Regions from separate parts of the Astyanax mexicanus genome. Here region 1 is linked to region 2. The links are chromatin contacts, called in public Hi-C maps. All regions are on one chromosome and are shown on one strand. Each heading gives the region's core, a stretch centred on a gene start, on an enhancer-like site or on the middle of the called end of the contact. The rest is flanking DNA. Distances are from core to core; before and after follow the strand shown.

Region 1 (5,591 bases), core at 2,863-5,362, 79 kb before region 2:
GGTGCCAGTATATATATAAAACATGCAGCAAGAAACAATGCAGCAATATATGCCTAATATAGTGTATGTAGCGCCACAGTACCAGACTGCTGTGGCTCATATTGGTTTCTTTTTGTCTCTGAATGTGACAAAGATCTGATTTTTTCATGTCAAAATTGTTTTTAATAACAAAACAGATTCAAGTCAGATATGTTCAGACTGTGACACAAAATCCATTTTCTGGCATATGTGTGATGGAACTAAGGCTGGGTATCATTTAAAAACTATATTTTCCACCCAATTTGAAAGGTCAATTACCCAACCCACTCATTAACACTCCCCCTATCACTAGTGATGCCGCAACACCAGCAGGGTGAAGACTAGCAAACTAGCACACACCTCCTCCAACACATATGAATTCAGACTCTGCCTCTTTTTAAACTGATGCTGCTGATGCTGTAGCATTGCCGAGTAGCATCACAGCGCTAACGCTCCGAAAAAAGCGCAGCGACCTGGTTCTGATACATCAGCTCACAGATGCAGCCTTGTGCTGATCCACATCACCCTAGGAGTGAAAAGGAGAAAGAGCACCAACTACTGTACCCACCCAGAGAGAGAGAGCAAGGCCAATTGTGCTCTCTCAGAGCTCCGACAGCTGATGGCAAGCTGCATGACCGGGATTCGAACCGGCGATACCTTTTTCTAAATTGCAACCAAAAAATACAGAAAGTGATAAGCATTCACAATGGTGTAAAAATAGCTATTTCTTTGCACGGGTAACACTATGCCCCTGTCACCAGCGTTATAAAAGTGCTGTAGTTCAGAATACTAGGGGTGAATGGAGGTGGTCTATTTGACAAAAGTTTGTACTCGTTATCATGTTTCACTACATGACAAGTCCATTTTACACTTGATTTCTCCTTTAAAGTGTCTTCACACTCACTTTCACTCTTACTTATCATATTTACTTAAAAGGTTATTTATAAAAACAAAATTGACTCTTCTGTGAAATCATTCAATTAAAAAAACCCTCTGTCACACCTTTGTATTTAAGACAGTATAGAAGGTTAAAAAAGGGGGAACAGCTGCTTTGGAGTATGAGCGACATGTGGGCCTGCAGCCAAAGGTGAGCTCAGGAGTGAAAACAGGGGTGTAACAAAGCTTGAAGCAAAACTGTCTCATCTTTCATCAACCCCCCCCCCCCCCCCCACAGAGCCCTACTGCTCACCATCTGCACAAAAGTCCCTATCTCCTCTATACATCTCCACCAGCTCATTCCACAGAATGAGAAATGCTAAACACAACGCAAGCTTTACCAACACAACAGCCAACAGCCCAGCAGAGTTTCTGTTTGCTCGACTCCGGCCGAGCGAATACAGGACGAGACCTACTGCTTCTCTAAAGGTGTTTACCAGCTCTTCAGGGGGCCAGACTGGTAAATCTTCATTGCTGAGCGCGGGAAGGTGAGCAAATAAGTTTACATAAGCTAAAACAAACAGGACAAAAGCCTCTCGGTGTGGTCTTCACTGTCCCACAATCACAGAGAGTGATCAGGTATCCTGGTATGCAGCTGGGACACTCCCACTTTTTGACCTCTTACCCCAGATCCCACAGAGGGGGAAAAAAAAAAAGAAAAAGAAAAGCTTCCTGGAAGCTTCTACAGTTAAACGAAAGTGAATTTACAGAAATAAAAGAAAAACACACACAATAAACACAACCTGCAGCTATTAAAAAGACAGCTATGACAATGAAACTTTATCCAGTAGGCAACAGGTACTGTCTCCCATGACTTTTGGCATGCCAAATAATAAATAGTAAATATTATTTCTGCTTAAATGCCATTAGATGCTGCTAATCATGATCACTACCACCCACTGTATTCCTAGTACTAGTTGTAATAGCTGCAATAATATTGCCAATAATTTTGAACATTTTGAGCATGGCCAGTTGTGCTCTCTCAGACTCCGGCCGCTGATGACAAGCAGCATGACTGGGATTCGAACCAACTGATAATACTAGAAAATTTGGAGCCTCTAATTGTATTGAATGCAAAAATATCACTAAGATTTTTGAAGATTTTTTGAAAACATTAATATACCCTGAGACATCATGCCTTATCACTCACCCCTAATTATCACATCAGGATACTACTTTTTTTTTTTTTTTTTACTGTTTTTAGCAAAAGAAAACAAAAATCACACTGTTCTCATTTCCCATTATATATATCTATACTAGAGATCTGTCCAATATCATTTATTTTACTTTAATCCTGGATGTATGTAGATATTTGGAGTGCATTATTCTTAGCATCATGTCATTCTGGATCATTGACTTTGGTTACAAATCTGATATTCTTTTTTTTATATTTTTTAATTGTAGTTAGGGATGTGTCATATCATATTATATGCAGTAATAAAATGTATTTTTTATTTTATTGCAGTAGTGTTTTGTTATATATTGCGAAGAGTATCGTTACTGCAAAAAATACCAGGAAATATTGTGATATTATTTTAGGGCCATATCGCCCCACCACTAATTGAGATGCTCCTAAACATATGCTCCTTCATTAATGGGATCATCAGGTGAGTTGAATAAGGGCTAGGAGTGGTAATTTAGCAAGACCAGGACTGGACCAGATTTAGCTTTTAGTATTAGTTTAGTTTTTTCACAGTCTGCTGCTTTCTTCATTCTTCATCTCATTTTGATGGTTTCTCCTTCACACTCGGCCCCTCACTCTGCTTGTGGTCATGGTGGTGCTGTGCTGTTGTGAGGCGTGTGATTAGTGCTCAGACAGGCCAGACACAGACACTTAACTGTGCATGACTGGGACTGGGAGGAGGGGGATCCCCTTGCAGGCTCATCCGCTCACCATGAACTCAGCACGCCCTGTGCAGCACCAGCATGACCAGCCGACACGACAAACATAAGCACAAGCACAAGGTAGGATTAAAAACGTGGTAAGAGCATCCTGTGTCAGAGCGCAAGTCTTCATGTTTGATAAAGAATCTTATATAAGTATATTTGTATATCTTGTATACCATTTCTTATCAATCATCATCATCACTTTATTGTATCATTTACTTTTACTATGATCCTTTTTTCTATATTTTAAATTTGAGAAATTCTTTACTTTTTATGTTTTAATTTCTATGTTAATTTATTTAGATTTTCTTTTTTATACATACATTTTATTAATCTACAATAAACTTATTTATTTAAAATGTTTATTTGTTTTCCTATTTCTAATTTCTTATCCAATGTTTTTAACCCCTTTTATACTGTAAATGCTTGGCCGCATTGTAAATGAGGGTCACCCTTAATGTACTGCCGATTTCAAATAAAGCTTGATTGATTGATTGATTAATTCATTGATTGACAAAGACTGAGTGGTTAATTTACATTAATATTTTAGATTCCTACTGTTCAAATTTAAAAAAGCCAAAAAGAAAAATTGGAGGCTTACATGCACACACAACACAGTAGGGGGACTGGGTGATGTATGGGTTTAGAGGCAGGGCAGGAGGGAGAGCTGATTGGCTGAGCTTCATCCTCACCTATAGCACAGTTAAACCTGTGAGGGGGCGCTGCAGAGGCAGAAATTAGCAAAATAAAAGTATTTTTTCAAAGCTTATTTGAACACATTTCAGCTATTAATGAAAATAATATATGGTTTAGGGTTTAGTGGCTCTTAAATAATATTTTTTTTTTTTGACAAATTGCATGAGTTCTTTCTTTTTGGGATGATTCAAGTGGGAAAAAATGTGATCAGGACATCCCTAGTCAATAAACAGTTAATGGAAAAACCCCAATAAATGCAGTGAGAGAGTGTGTGTGTGTGTGTGTGTGTGTGTGTGTGTGTGTGTGTGTGTGTGTGTGTGTGTGTGTGTGTGTGTGTGTGTGTGTCAGAATCCACACGTCCACATGAGGGAGCTGCTGACCCTGAGTCTGGGCTCTGTTTGGTCAGGTCTACAGTAGTGCCTCTTCCACTCTTCACAGATCAGGAATGTGTGGAATCTGCTGCAGCAGCAGCTGGCGAGGGGGCAGCGACCCACAGTGCACCTCTCACATGGAGGTGGCACGCCGCTCTCCTCCTGCACCACCGGCGGGGACTTTCGTAAATCCACTCTATTGTGAATCTGTGTTTTATAACAGTCGAACAGACAATAACCGGCCTTTTTAGTCTGCTGTTTCTGATCAGCGGCGGACTCACACGGCTCGCGAGCTCCAGTTAGGTGAAAAGAAGCTGTTCTGTCTGCTGTAAATGAGTTCTCACACTCTGCAGGGCATGAACAATATTCCTGACGCCCTCGGGGTAAACAACATGAACATGTACAAAACCAACAAAGCTAAAGTTACGCAAGTAACCTCAGAGTTACCTCAGTACAAAAGGAGAAACTGTTAAAAATGCTTTATATGAACATGACATAGCAGTAGAGCTGTGTAATCAATAAAAGAACCTGATAACACAACAATACGCATCATGATATAGGGGTTATGATTTAATGTATTGCCATACTGTAACCAAGACAATATAATGCGTCATTTTTTATCTTTTTTGGGGAAAAACTGTTGGTATACTTTTTAGCTCATGAAAGAGTATAACCCTGCTATCTAGCAATTGTGAAAATTAACCTGCCCCATGTTTTCCATATAAACAATTAAAAGACAATATACCATGCAAAACTCACTTTTTGGATGCCTCTATATAAACCCATTTTCTGTGAATCAGCTAAAATAATTTGGTGTTAGAAATAATTTGCTTCTATGAACCATCTGAATGGCTTCCTTATTGTGACGTCATGATAAGGCAACCTGGCAACCTGCATAGAACCACCCTGGCTCCAACCCTCATCTGAGCCCCACCCACTTGATCAGTTGACGAAACAACATTTCAGCAATTTTGGTTGAGAACGTCAGTACAGTACACAGTAAGATTAGCGATTAGACTTCTTCTGAGGGAGGGATCTATACCTACTACCTGTGGAAAATAAGATCATGTTTTCCCATTTAGCACAAGCTAACACTAATGTGTGGTAAACGCCCAGCGTAAACATGTGGCGTAGCCACCGACAGCTTATTTGCATAAAAGTGACAGAGCCCTTAAACGGCTTATTCTGAACAAGGGTCTAAAAACTGGTGAGAATAGATCTGGTGAAATCTTTATCTTTATGTGAAAGTGATTTTGTGCAAAGAACTTCATGAAAATGTTTTGTGTAGCCCATGGATCTATTCTAACTTGTGTAAAAAGAGGTATAAACTGTCCCCTTTACATTAAAACCAATGCTGTGCTTTTGAGAATGAATAACTGATTGGAAAACCTTTCACAATACTTCTGAAACAAACCTGGGTACAAAATTATGTATGATTTACAGTCAGATTAATGAGGCTGAGTGTGATTCAGCATGCTTGTTAAAGGCACTGATGTTCTACTCACGTTTTTAGGGTGCCTGAAGTCATCAGCTCCGTCACCAGCACGATACACTTGCGTCCTTTGGAGGGAGACTCCCAGGAGTCGTAGAAACGAACGATGTTTGGGTGCTGCAGACCTTTCAGCATACCTGCCTCTTCTTTAAAGCGCTGCCGCTCTGACCTGGAGAGCTTACGGTCCTGGA
Region 2 (5,958 bases), core at 1,705-4,204:
TAGCTTGTTTAAACGTTTTGAAACGATACTAGTCCACCTCAGAGACTGACATTAGCTGGGCAGTTAGCTACCCTGTGTTCTGTAGTGTTGGGAGAAGAGCTTCAGAGCTCTGTGTCGGATAGCGAGTTAGCTAAGCTAAGCTAACCAGCCATTTGTCCGCAGGTTTTGGATATCAACTGTGATTTTAACGTTTTAACACTTTAAAACTATGGCCAAAGTGACAAAGCGACCAATATCTCAGTGGGAGATCTTTCCAGAAGCTGTTAGCATGCAAACGTGAGGAGAAAAAGAGGGAGAACATGAGCTCAGCTAAATAACTAGCTTTAACAGCTAGCTAAACATACCGGTAGATTAACTAAGGCTAGCTTAAATAGCGTTAATTAACTAGTTAACTCTACCCGGTTTGTTGGCTAAGACGTTGTTTGTGTTGAAGCTAAAATTAGCTGGAAAAAGTAGGTTAATAAATCAGGCAGGGCTAGCAAGCTATCTGGAGTAGTTAGTGTATTATTAATAATAACACTAATAATAAAAAATACGTTTAGCTAATGTAGCCAGCTAAAAACAACGTTTAAATATTTTGTATAGGCACTTACTATCTCATTAGTTTGCTCAAATCTAACAACTAACCTGAATAAATCGCTTTTAAAACAGAGTTTCTGAAGGTTTCAAATGAAAGAAACGTTCACATTAAACTCCAAATCACAGTAGCAGCTCAAACACTGTGTTGATATGGTGTTGAATAGGCAGCTACAACGTTGAATCTGCTAGAAATTGGGAAGATAACCTCAATAAATCGACTTAAACAGGGTTTCTAAATGTTTCTGGAGGTTTAACATTAAAGCAACGTTCCCATTAAACTCCACAACAGCACAGCAGCTCCAACAGCCAGTGTGTTCATCGTTTATATATGCTTTTACAATGTTGAGTTTGCTAGAATTTGGAAGTTAACCTCAATAAATCGATTAAAACAGGGTTTCTGAAGGTTTAAACTTCTAAAAGCAACGTTCACATCCAAAACACATCAGCAGCTCCAAACAGTCAGTGTGCCACCACCAGCTGCTCTCTCTCTTTATCTCTCTCCATCTGATTTAAAACCTACTACTAACACACCATTTACTAGGACTGCCCACTAATGATTATTTTAGTAACTAGTCGACTAATCTGACGTTTTTTTTTTTCGATCGATTAACCGATTTCTGCCATCCCCTCACCCGCTCAAGCTTGCACACCTGTAAGTGTTAATAACTAGCTACCCCAAACACCACATATACTCTTTATTTACTAGCTGCCACTAATGATAATTTTGGTAGCTAGTCGACTAATCTAACGATGTTTAGAGTCGAATAGTTGAAAAAATGCTTATTAGTTGACTCTACTATCATTAGTGGCAGTCCTAGTCAACCCGTAAACACACTCCATAGGACTGCTCACTAATTGTTATGTTTTTTTTTTTCGATTAGTCTATAATCGACTAATCGATTTCTCCAATCCCCCCTCACCTGCCCAAGCTTGCACACCTGTAAGTCTCTTCACCCTGTTGTTCAGTCACTGCCTTAATGTATAATATCGCAAATAATAATAATAAGCTATTTAAGCAAATTGCGTGTAAAAAGTGGCTGATAAAGAGTTAAATATGTCTTAACATGGCGAACTAGGTTAATAAGACTTAATAGCTTTTAAGCTTAAATCAAATGTAACCTAGCTATGTATTAGGTATGTGAACTGGGTGAGTGAACAACTTAGGAAACTTAACCCCTGCCTCATTAGCTAAGCTACGTTTTCAAGTGTAGTTTAGTGCACAGTGCAGTTAAAACGATTTTGTGGATTATGTCAACGAATCGTTGCAGCCCTACGGATCTGTCTCACCACGTTGCTGAATCACAACACAGCAAGCCAGCAGGTAACTAGGTATGTAGGTAGACCTAATGCTAGAGATATAACGTTAGATAGAAAGATCCAATAGGTAGGTAGGTCAGATAGGGAAAAAGATAAGACAAGACATTCAAGTTTACCTTTCGTATCGTGTTATCCATCCTTTGGTGTCATCCTCCTCCAATGAAACAGACAAGACGAAAGACAATCACACAGTCAGACAGACAGACAGCAACAGCAGTAGTCTGTAGTGTGAGGAAGAAGGAAAAACCCAACCAAGCTAACCTAAAGACTGCAGACTGTGAGCTTGCTGCGTTGGGCTAGGTTAGGTTAAGTTAGGTTAGATAGCTAGCCATAACAGTACCAACAAGTCATAGCTAGCTAAATAACCGAATACATATTATTACTTGGTACTAATACTATCTAATTTAGGAGAAATCCTTCCTGCAGGACATGCCGTTCAACACATACACACAGGCACTACAGCTACTGCCTACTGCCACAGCAGCTCTGCAAACGACTGGGTTAATGTTGTTAATGCTGGGTTGAAAATGTTGCTTATATTCCCACAGGCCAATGATATACTGCTGCAGCTGTTAAACCCAGTCCTGCAGATCTTCAGGTTGGCTGGTTTCTCTCAAGTTCGCTCTCGCAGTCTCTCCGTATCGCCTTTCCCATGAACAATGCAGCGAAAAAACAAACATCCACTGCAGCTCGTCTCCTCTGTTCAGTCTGGCCGGTGAAACTGTGTGTAATTCCTGGACGGTGGACACAGTCAGAGAGCCTATCCTACCGAGAACCAGCAAGCAGCAGATCAAATCTCAGCATTTCCCCGCACTGTATAACGTTTAGAGTCCAAACGTACGCTTTGTGTTGTTGAGCAGCTGGTCTCTCTTTCTCTCTTTCTCTCCTTCTCTCTCTCTCTATCGCTTCTGATGCTTATTCCAGTGTGTCACGTTGGAGGCTGCGCCGACACGAGCTGCTCCAGCTCCCCGCCCACAAGAGCCTCAGCCGGGCTTTTATCAAACACACCGAGGGGGGTCGCCTTTCCCTCCGCACACACAGCAGCGGCGGACTTCTATCACACCGCGTGCAACACTGTAGCAAACCTTAAAGAAACACACGGTGAGAAGAGGGGGGGGCTTCATTCATGATTATCAGCCGCAGCAGAGGTGGGTAGAGTTGTGAGGATAAACAATACATCAAGTCATTATTCTGAGATAACAGTGCGTTGATTGTATGGATGAGCCTGAGAAAGAAAACAATGACACATTGAGACAGTATCTCAAAATAATGACTTAATATTGTTTAATATTTTTTTTTAAATAGTATGTATTTTCTTGATTTTCTTATCATTGTGTTAATTGCTATCTCAGTATTTAGAGGTAGTAGTAGGTTTCACAGCTGAGCCAGATAAATAAAATAATTATACAATAAAAAAAATGGTGAGATAGTGTCTCAAAATAATACCTTATTGTCTCAGAAGTAACTCAAAATAATGTCTTGGTATTTCAGAGGTAACTCAAAATAATGAGTTAATATCTCAAAATAATGTCTTAGTATCTCAGGGGTATCTCAAGATAATGTCTTGTTATTTCACAAGTAACTCAATATAATGTCTTAGTATCTCAAAATAATGACTTAATATCTCAGAAGTATTTTTAAAAATAGTATGTATTTTCTTGATTTTCTTATCATAATTGCTATCTCAGTATTTAGAGGTAGCAGTAGGTTGCACAGCTGAGCCAGAGAAATAAAATTATTATAAAATAAAAAAAATGGTGAGATAGTGTCTCAAAATAATACCTTAGTGTCTCAGAAGTATCTCAAAATAATGTCTTGGTTTTTCAGAGGTAACTCAAAATAATGCGATAATATCTCAAAATAATGTCTTAGTATCTCAAAATAATGTCTTTGTATCTCAGAGGTATCTCACAATAATATCTTAGTATCTCTGAAGTAACTCAAAATAATATCTTAGTATCTCAGAAGTATCTAAAAATAATATCTTTGTATTTCAGAAGTATGAGCTTGTGTAAATAATGATATAGTTAAATAGTATCTCAAAATAATATATTAGTTTCTCAGAAGTATCTCAAAATAATGTCTTAGTATCTTAAATGTATGAGCTTGTATCCCAAAATAACGACTTAGTATCTCAGAAGTATTTTTAAAAATAGCCTGTATTTCTTTTCTTATCATTGAGTTAATTGCTATCTCAGTATTTAGTAGATTGCAAAGCTGTAGATTGCAAAGCTTCAACTTATTTCAAAATAATGTCTCGGTATCTCAGAAGAATCTCAAAATAATGACTTAGTATCTCAAAAGGAGGATTTTTTTTAATATTAAAAATAGCATGTTTTTTTTTCTTATTAAGTAAATTGCTATCTCATTATTTTTAGGTAATGTGGACTGGACTGGAAAATTCTCCTGAAACCTTTTCCCACATCTGTTAGAAACTGGTGTTTGTTCTCTATTCTTCTAATTTGTTGTTTTTCTTAAATACTTTTAGAAGTTCGGAGTGAGCAACTACATTATATGCACCAAGTGCTGTATGAACAGTGCATGCAAATGTCATGAAAGGTCAGGTTATGGGATGGAGCAGGAAGAAATCACTCAGGATGTTAAAGCCCATTTATCAAACAGTAATATAGAATTTGCAAATGACCCACTTCCAGAGCGTATCTTTTACCTTAATCCTCTTTACACTGTTAATGGTTGTATAAATATACACACACAAAGCTTACGCAAATGGCAAAAGCTTGAAATCACACTGTGTAATCTTTACCTCGTGCTAATATGTGATACACTGTTTAAAAAAGTCACATTATGCTTTCATATTATGCACTATATTATGTTGCATGTATTAGTACAGTCAAAATGTTTGTAATTTTGCTGGATATTAGGTACACAGCAGTGCTGCTGGAGTTTTTAAACACGGTGTCGGCTGACTGTCCACCTAATTGGACACTCCTACCTAATTTGTCCACCTTGTGGATAAAAGTCAGAGATAGAAGTTCTGTTATCTTTTGCTGTTATCTTTTGTTTCCCCTTTGTTATGACACTTACTTAGTTCTCTCCCTGGTAACGTAGCTAACTAGCCGCAAATGTTAGCATGTTAGCTAGCTAGCTACTAATGTTAGCTAGCTTTCCTCTTACTTTAGTTCTCTCCCCGGTAACGTAGCTAACTCACCGCTAAAGTTAATATTTTAGCATGTAAGCTAGCTCACAACTGATGTTACTGTGTTGGCTAGCTCTTTGCTAACCATAGTTCTCTCCCCGGTAACATAGCTAACACACCGCTAATGTTAGCTAGCTCTCTACTAACCTTAGTTATCTTCCCAGTAACGTTAGCTAACTCACCGCTAAAGTTTGTGCTTTCCCGCCGGCATTAAATGTCTGAAAATGTCTTACCTACAGCAAATTTACAGTAAATTTAAGACAATTTAAGACTGTAATTACTTGAATTTTAATGTAAGATATTTTAAGAATTTTTAAGGAAATGCAGGCACCCTGACAGTCATTTTTTTTATTTTAGGGGCGGTATGGTTGGGTTTTGTGGTAGTCCACGTCCAGGTCCTGGGGTGGTGGGGGCTGGGGGTTTGGTCCATGTCCAGGGGTCCCTCCCTGAAATTAATTTTTGCAACTTGGGATGTCTGTTTCTGGTTGATAGTCTTAATGGTTCATGATTTTAGGTCCAGCAGTAACGATGAGGTGTTTAAAAACTCCAGCAGCACTACTGTGTCTGATCAATAAAACATGCAGTCCTGTGGGGTCCTTATAAGGGAGCGTCAAAACAAGAAGGTTAAGTTAAATCTCTCTATTTGAATTTCTCTAGTTTTCTGTTTTCAGCTTCTACTCAGCTGTATATCCCTAATCACTAGTGATGCCACAACATAAGGAGGGTAAAGACTAGCACATGCTTCCTCCAACACATGTGAAGTCAGACTCCGCCTCTTTTTGATGCATCATTGCCAAGGTGCATCACAGCGCTCCGATACATCAGCTCACAGACGCCTTGCACTGATTGACATCACCCTGGAAGGGATGTGGAGGAAAAGAGCAGCATCTACACACCGCTATGCC

Evidence for each region. A called contact is a pair of places that touch in the nucleus more often than the background predicts.
Region 1: a Hi-C map of muscle shows a contact between it and region 2, with 13 times the contacts expected there. The contact joins the enhancer-like site here to the promoter of wnk1b in region 2. A contact is called at or near these places in 2 of 3 Hi-C or Micro-C datasets (both in muscle).

What each region holds. Positions count from the first base shown.
Region 1 is chr2:5,414,527-5,420,117 of AstMex3_surface, reverse strand. It overlaps wnk1b (WNK lysine deficient protein kinase 1b), which reads right to left. Exons shown (of 33, transcript XM_049475036.1): 3 at 5,414-5,586. Among protein-coding and RNA genes, the nearest start is that of wnk1b, 80 kb to the right of the region's middle. Within about 2 kb of position 4,112, the one cell type or tissue checked has an H3K27ac peak away from gene starts, as active enhancers do.
Region 2 is chr2:5,334,245-5,340,202 of AstMex3_surface, reverse strand. wnk1b (WNK lysine deficient protein kinase 1b) reads right to left here and starts at 2,954. Exons shown (of 33, transcript XM_049475036.1): 1 at 2,013-2,954.